Regions from separate parts of the Mus musculus genome. Here region 1 is linked to region 2. The links are chromatin contacts, called in public HiChIP or PLAC-seq maps. All regions are on one chromosome and are shown on one strand. Each heading gives the region's core, a stretch centred on a gene start, on an enhancer-like site or on the middle of the called end of the contact. The rest is flanking DNA. Distances are from core to core; before and after follow the strand shown. Region 1 overlaps Tmcc3 (transmembrane and coiled coil domains 3). Region 2 overlaps Vezt (vezatin, adherens junctions transmembrane protein).

Region 1 (3,218 bases), core at 42-2,541, 540 kb after region 2:
GCTCCCTGTCTCTTTCTGTCTGCTGAGTAGTATCTCATGGCAATTTTGTGCTGAGAAAATTTTTCTTTCCATGAAAGTTGTCCCTATACACGCTACTAGGTAAAATATCCTTAACTTAATTAACAGTCCAGTACAGATGCACATCCTGTGTCATCCTAGGCAAACGGACAGGACATTCACTCATGGTTCTCCCATGGGGTAGCTGCTGCTTCGTGAGTATGATAGTAGAATATGAACATCTTACCACTGTAGCCAGCTGGAAGCCAAAATAGAATCCATGCCCTCTTCTGAGACAGGCTGCCCAAAGCTGTGAATTCCCTCATCAAGAACAAGTGGCTGAACAAATGCTTGGCACCCAGAGCCAGAATAAAAGCTAGGCAGAATGAATGAATAACTCTAGCTTTGGGAGTCAGGCACAGTTGTCGCGTGGCAGCTTGATCAAGCTACTCAAGGCTGTCGGAACCTTGGTGGTAGTAACTCCGTCAGTCACACGGTGAGATGCGAAGTGCCGGGCTCAGGACAGACACTCAGCTGACGTTAACTCCCTTTCCATATATAGCTTTGTTGTTAGCATCAGATATATTTTTTTTCCCAGATAATGGCAGAGCAGAGGATTCATTGTGTTGTTTAGATATCTTCTCTTTGCAGAGAAATAACGAGCTCTTGGCAAAAAAAAACCTTAGTGCTGGTAGAAATGGATACTGCAATTTGGTAGCTGCTGACTGACACGTGTTTGCCAAACAGCTATTCAGTCTTGAGCAAGCTCACCTAAAAGCGGGGAAAATGGGAGAATCCTGTAGTTTTATCCTCTTTGCCAGGTATTTATTTGGAAACAAATATCTTTGTAAAGTCCCAGCTTAATTTTTTTTTGTGTGAATAAAATGTTGACACGCTTTGGCTTAAGAGTTCAAACTATCCTATGTGAAACTTAAGTGTTAGTCGACACAAAGGTGTCAGACGCTTTCCAAAGGCTCATTGCTTTGATTTTTGATTTTTGGGTTTTTTTGGTTTTTGATTTTTAAGAAAATGTTGGTCTTTTTGTCACTGGAGTCTTTTGGGTTTTTTTTTTGTTTGTTTTTTGTTTTTTTTGTTTTTTTTTTCTTGCCCTGCAGGGAAGTCCTAGTAACAGGCTTCATGTCTGATTGGGTTCCATGGCAACAGAGGTTGTGACTTTATTAAAAGAGAGCCCGAGCATGCCAAGAAAGATAAAAATCAGAACATGGGAGATGTCCGAAGAGATGCATGTGTTCTGAGGGCCGTGTGCCCTGGAATGCAATCGGTTTCTCGTTCGCTGTCCTTGGTCTCCGTTAGCAATATGAGGCCCACAGCGTTGCCCCTGAGGTCACAGGGTTCAGGGCTCTCTCTTTGAAAACACATTTACATGTTTGCTTTTCATTCATTCACTGATCTTGCTTTTAATATCTTTTGATGTATTAGGAAAAATCCAAGCAGTTATGTGAAGAACCTAGGCAGGAAAGGATTCTGGTTTTTAAGGTAGGAGGAGAATATATGGCATCCCTTTTTGGAACTCATTACAGCTGTAAACTGTGCGATGGTGTGGGAGGGCCAATTAGAGGCAATTATAACCAGCTCGAGCTTTCCCTGAGTCAAAGCTTGCTCTGAGCTTTCCAAGCTGGGTCCTGGGAGGGTGGGGCGGAGCAGAGTGCTTCTCCTCCTTGTTTCTCAGTTAGAAAAGCTGATTCTGGTCTACAAGCGGAGCGTCTGTAGCAGGGCTTGCCATCCTTTCTCTCCCGACCACGACCACAAGAGGCTGGCAGTTGCCAGGACCAGAGCTGTTTGGCTCAAAGTGCTAACAGGAGCTGAGGAAACAACGGTGAGGTGGTTGAATCAGCCTGCGCTCCTGCCTTCTTGTTGCTTTCTTTCTCAAGGGTAATCAGTCAGGCCTTTCCCCTCATTCTGATACTGAAAGTGAAAGAAACCGAGGGGCCGGTCAAATCAGACAGGTCACCCTGTCTGTCATCCTCTAAGCCGGTGGGTGGCACGTTCTGACCTGCATCCGGAACTCAGACTTTGTTAGTCACGTACCCACAGCTGCCTCACGGTGAATCAGAAACTTCGCAGATACTTGGACTCTGATGATTAAACATAGCAGGCAGTATTGGTCTGTGAGCAAAGAATGAGCTCACCACGTTCTGGGCCCCCGAGCCATAGTTAATCAGACCTTGGGGAAATTATGTCACTCAGTCAGCCCTGGTTCCGTTCTTCACAATGAGCTCGACCTGAACAGATGCTTCTCAGACTTCCCTGTGTATAATATTACAGCCTGGGCTCCAGCCCAGGACACGGAACCTCCTAGAAATTCTGATTCACTGTCTCGGGTGGGGCAAGGAGGGTTAGAGGCCCCAGGTGATCTCATGAGTAGTTGTTCTGGAAATACCGCTTACCTGGCTCACTGATGGCAAACTAGTTGGAATCAAAACTGGAGGGAGAAGGGAAGCTGTCGGGTATAGATTCCCATTGATCAGGATTAGGCAATGGTGGCCAGGCTCAAAAACAGGGCCCCACTTTCCCAGCTCCCTTCTCGGCTCAAACATAGCTGTCTTCCCTGCCTGCCCCCCACATCTCTAAGGAACCAGAAGGGGCCGAAGTGATGAGAGGCCAGTTGGGTTTGTTCGTTCTCAGTGGCTCACATCCCGGGGCAGGGTAGCTCTGAACACTTACACATTCGTTCCTAGACTCTTGGCTCTCTGCAGTGTTGTCCCCTCAGATAGAAGTGTTCACTAAGGACTTAATTCCAGTGGGCAGGAGGCAGTGGCAGAGACATCGGAATTACCTAGGGAGGTTGTTTGAAAAGAGTGGATCTGAGCCCTAAAGATTCCCCGTCACGCAGAGCCCTGGTTATTCTTTTTAATATGAAGCATTTTTACAAGGAAAACCCATGTTCTTTTGAAGATTTAAAACTAAAGCTATAAGAAACCAGACCCCAACCAGCCCTCCTGAGTACAACTAACTTCAAGTTCAGGCGCACACGTGTAGCATAAAGGAGATGACCACATGGGGTCACTTAGATAATGGACGTGCACACAACCAGAGCCAGGGCCTTAGAGAGCAGCCGGCTGGATCGCTGGAGAACCTGAGTTTACTGGTTAAATCATTAACTGCTAAAGCAAACAGGGTTCAATGTGTGTCTCCTCTGTGCTCTCTGCTTGTGGCTAGGTTTTGCGTTCCCTGTGGAAGAAAGGTTAAATGACATCAGT
Region 2 (3,318 bases), core at 200-2,699:
AGATTTATAAAAAGATTTCTTAAGCAATTTTTTAATCCAAATTTTTGTTGTCTTTAAGTAAACCATTCTAAAATAGGCAGTGCTGGCTATTGTTAATTGCTAAGAGGTCCTACAGTGAAACAGTAATTACTTAAAGCCAAGAAAACCTAAATATATTCATTATAATATTATGTGTAATGTTGTAGATAACACTTTCTTTAGCACTAATATGCACATTACCCACCATGCTTGACACTACAAGCAAAACTCAAGTTCCTTTAAAAACGCAAGTTCACTCAACATATTAGGCAATGCCAGATACGAGAGTGAGACTTTTTTTTTTTTAAAAACCAAACAATCCATGAGATTACAGTGGTTAAAAATACAAGCATCTTATGATGGGAGTGACAGAACACCCCCATATTCTCAGAATTGAGGAGGTTGAAGGCCAGTCTGGGTCACTTGTTAAGATCCTGTCTGACAACAAATAAAAAAATTAAAATAAGGTAACTCTGGAAGCAAAGTTTAGGTTCAAATTCCAACTCTTGACTGTCACTAGATAAATAATCTGTGACAATTTATAAGCCATGGTTACTTCAGTTGTCTCACCTAAAAACAGGATACTTATATTCAATGCAGAGAGATCCCTACATACATTTAATTCCATGTTTGAGAAGTAGAGGGACAGAGGGGCAGAAGCAAAAGCAGAGGCATAATCTCTTGAGTTTTAAATCAGCATGGTCTATATAGTGAGACTATGTCTCAAAAACAAACAAAAAACCCAGGAAGCATTTAGAAGAATCCAGGCATATATCTTTCTGTAAGTTATGGGGGGGTTGGTGGGGGGGAGACGGGCATAGGTTAAGGGACAGATCCCGTCCCTGGCCCCAAGTGTTGTGTACCTGTTTCCTCCAAGACTGAGACATTCTGCCCTACAGGGAAGCTCTTTACTCAGGGAGATAAACAACTCAAAACATCTTCAGGAAGACCCTGAAACTGATCAAACTCACTAGACCCCTCCCTGCCAGAGAATGAAATTAAAGCTGAGACTCTCAGACAAAGCTGAGCTACAAAGAAGACTCTCAGACAAGCTAAGCTACAAAGAACATCTTGAGATCAGACTTGTCGGAGAAGCAGAAGCTGTGGTGTTTGGAAGAGGTTTAAAGCACCTGAGGCACCTGGAAAGGACACTCTCCCAACTTGTTGAGCCGCCTGCAAGCTGTGCAGCCTGCTCCAGGCTCCCAGCTTTGTGAGCTGTCACCAGTCCTGGGGGTGGGTTTTGGTGATGCAGCTGTCTTTGAGTCATTCCTGCTCCTGTAAGTGACCCCTCACCTGTATTCCTGTAGCTCCAATAAAACTCACTGCTTCACCAAGTTGGATTTTAGTGGTATCTGTATTTTGGTCTGTCCTGGGCCCCATGTCTGGGGTGAGTAGACAAGTGTTTGACTTCTCCCCAGAAAAAGTTTGTTATGCAATACCAAGTCATCCCAATTCCATTAAACAGAAACACACTGTTACTATCAGATGAAATCTATGGAGGAAGTTACCTTAGATGAGTAGCAAATACACACACACACACACACACACACACACACATATATAAAACAAATAAACTTTGAGGTGGGTAGAGAAAAGGCCCAGCAGTTAAGAGCACTTGTGTTCTTGCAGAGGACCAAGGTTTGGCTCCAGCACCCACTGTGGCAGTTCATAACTGTCCATAACTAACTCCAGTTCTTGGGGATCTGACACCCTCTTTTCTCCTCCACAGGCACCAAGCATGCACTTGGTAAACAGACAGTCATGTAAAACATCCATACACAAAAAATAAACACATTTTTTAAAAGCCTTGATTCCATTCCATGAGATACGCAAATCTTTTTTTTTTTTTGTTTTGTTTTGTTTTTTGGGTTTTTTTGTTTGTTTGTTTGTTTGAGACAGAGTTTCTCTGTTTAGCCCTGGCTGTCCTGGAACTCACTCTGTAGACCAGGCTGGCTTCGAACTCAGAAATCCACCTGCCTCTGCCTCCCAAGTGCTGGGATTAAAGGCGTGGGCCACCACTGCCCAGCTGAGATACCCATCTTAAAAAGGCGCATGCCTTTAATCCTAGCACTTGGGAGGCAGAGGCAGGTGGATTTCTGAGATTGAGGCCAGCCTGGTCTACAGAGTGAGTTCCAGGACAGCCAGAGCTACACAGAGAAACCCTGTCTGGAAAAAAAAAAAACAAAAACAACAACAAAAAAAAACCTGTCAATCAGTGTTAGAGACACAGCTCCAAAACCAGCAACAGAGCTGCCAGCTAAAGTAGGGAAGAGAGACACAAACTCTCCAAATGCACTCTAGTTTACTCAGCAACAGCAAAGGATGGAAATCTTGGGTGCTCATGTGCCATGGTGGACATTCTCAGAGGGTCAGGGCAAGGAAAGAGCTTTTTGTTTTTGTTTTTTTAAAGATTTATTTATTTATTTTATGTATATGAGTACACCACTGCTCTCTTCAGACACACCAGAAGAGGGCATCAGATCCCATCACAGATGGTTGTGAGCCACCATGTGGTTGCTGGGAATTGAACTCAGGACCTCCGGAAGAGCAGTCATTGCTCTTAACTGCTGAGCCATCCCTCCAGCTCAAGGAAATGTTTTTAAGGGCCAAATGAACCACTGGCTCAGGGGCAGGTGGAAGGAGCTAATTTTTTTCATTGGAGCTCTGGCTGTTGCTACTGGAGGGTCTGTATAGAACTGACAGAGCCAGAAAACGTCCTTTTAGGGCATAGCCCTCTTTGGCAGTAACTGTTACTGTCAGGCATGCGCCTGGCAGACAAAGGAGCTCCAGGAAAGGTTTGACTTGGGTTTGCATGAGTCACTCATTTGCTACAGACAACTTTGACACAACAAACTTTGTGACAAAACCTTAAGTATCTGACTTGTCCTATCTCACTGACTGCTCTATGGGGCATTCTCAATGTATCATTATTAATGTTATTCCCTTATCTAGATGATACAACATATCTACTCAGCCAGAAGGATGGGACTGAATAAAGAATTTGACCACAAAGCCAACACTCTGAAATATTACAGTAAATGAGCACTGAGAAACATTTTATTAGCTCTCTAAATCAGTCAGTCTCAACCTTTAGACCGTGACCCCTTTGGGGGTTGAATGACCCTTCTACAGGGGTTACCCAAGACCTTAGGGAGATGCAAATATTTACACTACAATTCAAAACAGAAGCAAAATTACAATTATGAAGTAGCAATGAAAATAATTTTATGTTGGGAGTCACCACAACATGAGGAACTGTATTAAAGGGTTGCAACATTAGAAAGGTTGGGAACCACTGGT

The links. HiChIP or PLAC-seq counts read pairs in DNA pulled down with a chosen protein or histone mark.
Region 1: an H3K27ac HiChIP or PLAC-seq map of trophoblast stem cells shows a contact between it and region 2, with 4 times the contacts expected there. The contact joins two enhancer-like sites. A contact is called at or near these places in 4 of 115 datasets of contacts at active chromatin or transcription factors (bone marrow-derived macrophages, craniofacial prominence, epiblast stem cells and 1 more) and 2 of 9 other capture datasets (adipose tissue and embryonic stem cells).

Annotation. Positions count from the first base shown.
Region 1 is chr10:94,543,735-94,546,952 of GRCm38.p6, forward strand. All of the region lies in intron 1 of Tmcc3 (transmembrane and coiled coil domains 3), which reads left to right. Among named protein-coding and RNA genes, the nearest start is that of Gm40743, 30 kb to the left of the region's middle. Within about 2 kb of position 1,292, at least 300 of the 459 cell types and tissues checked have an H3K27ac peak or open chromatin away from gene starts, as enhancers often do. A contact at or near this core is called in trophoblast stem cells, where this site is marked.
Region 2 is chr10:94,007,357-94,010,674 of GRCm38.p6, forward strand. All of the region lies in intron 1 of Vezt (vezatin, adherens junctions transmembrane protein), which reads right to left. Among named protein-coding and RNA genes, the nearest start is that of Vezt, 27 kb to the right of the region's middle. Within about 2 kb of position 1,450, at least 7 of the 459 cell types and tissues checked have an H3K27ac peak or open chromatin away from gene starts, as enhancers often do. A contact at or near this core is called in trophoblast stem cells, where this site is marked.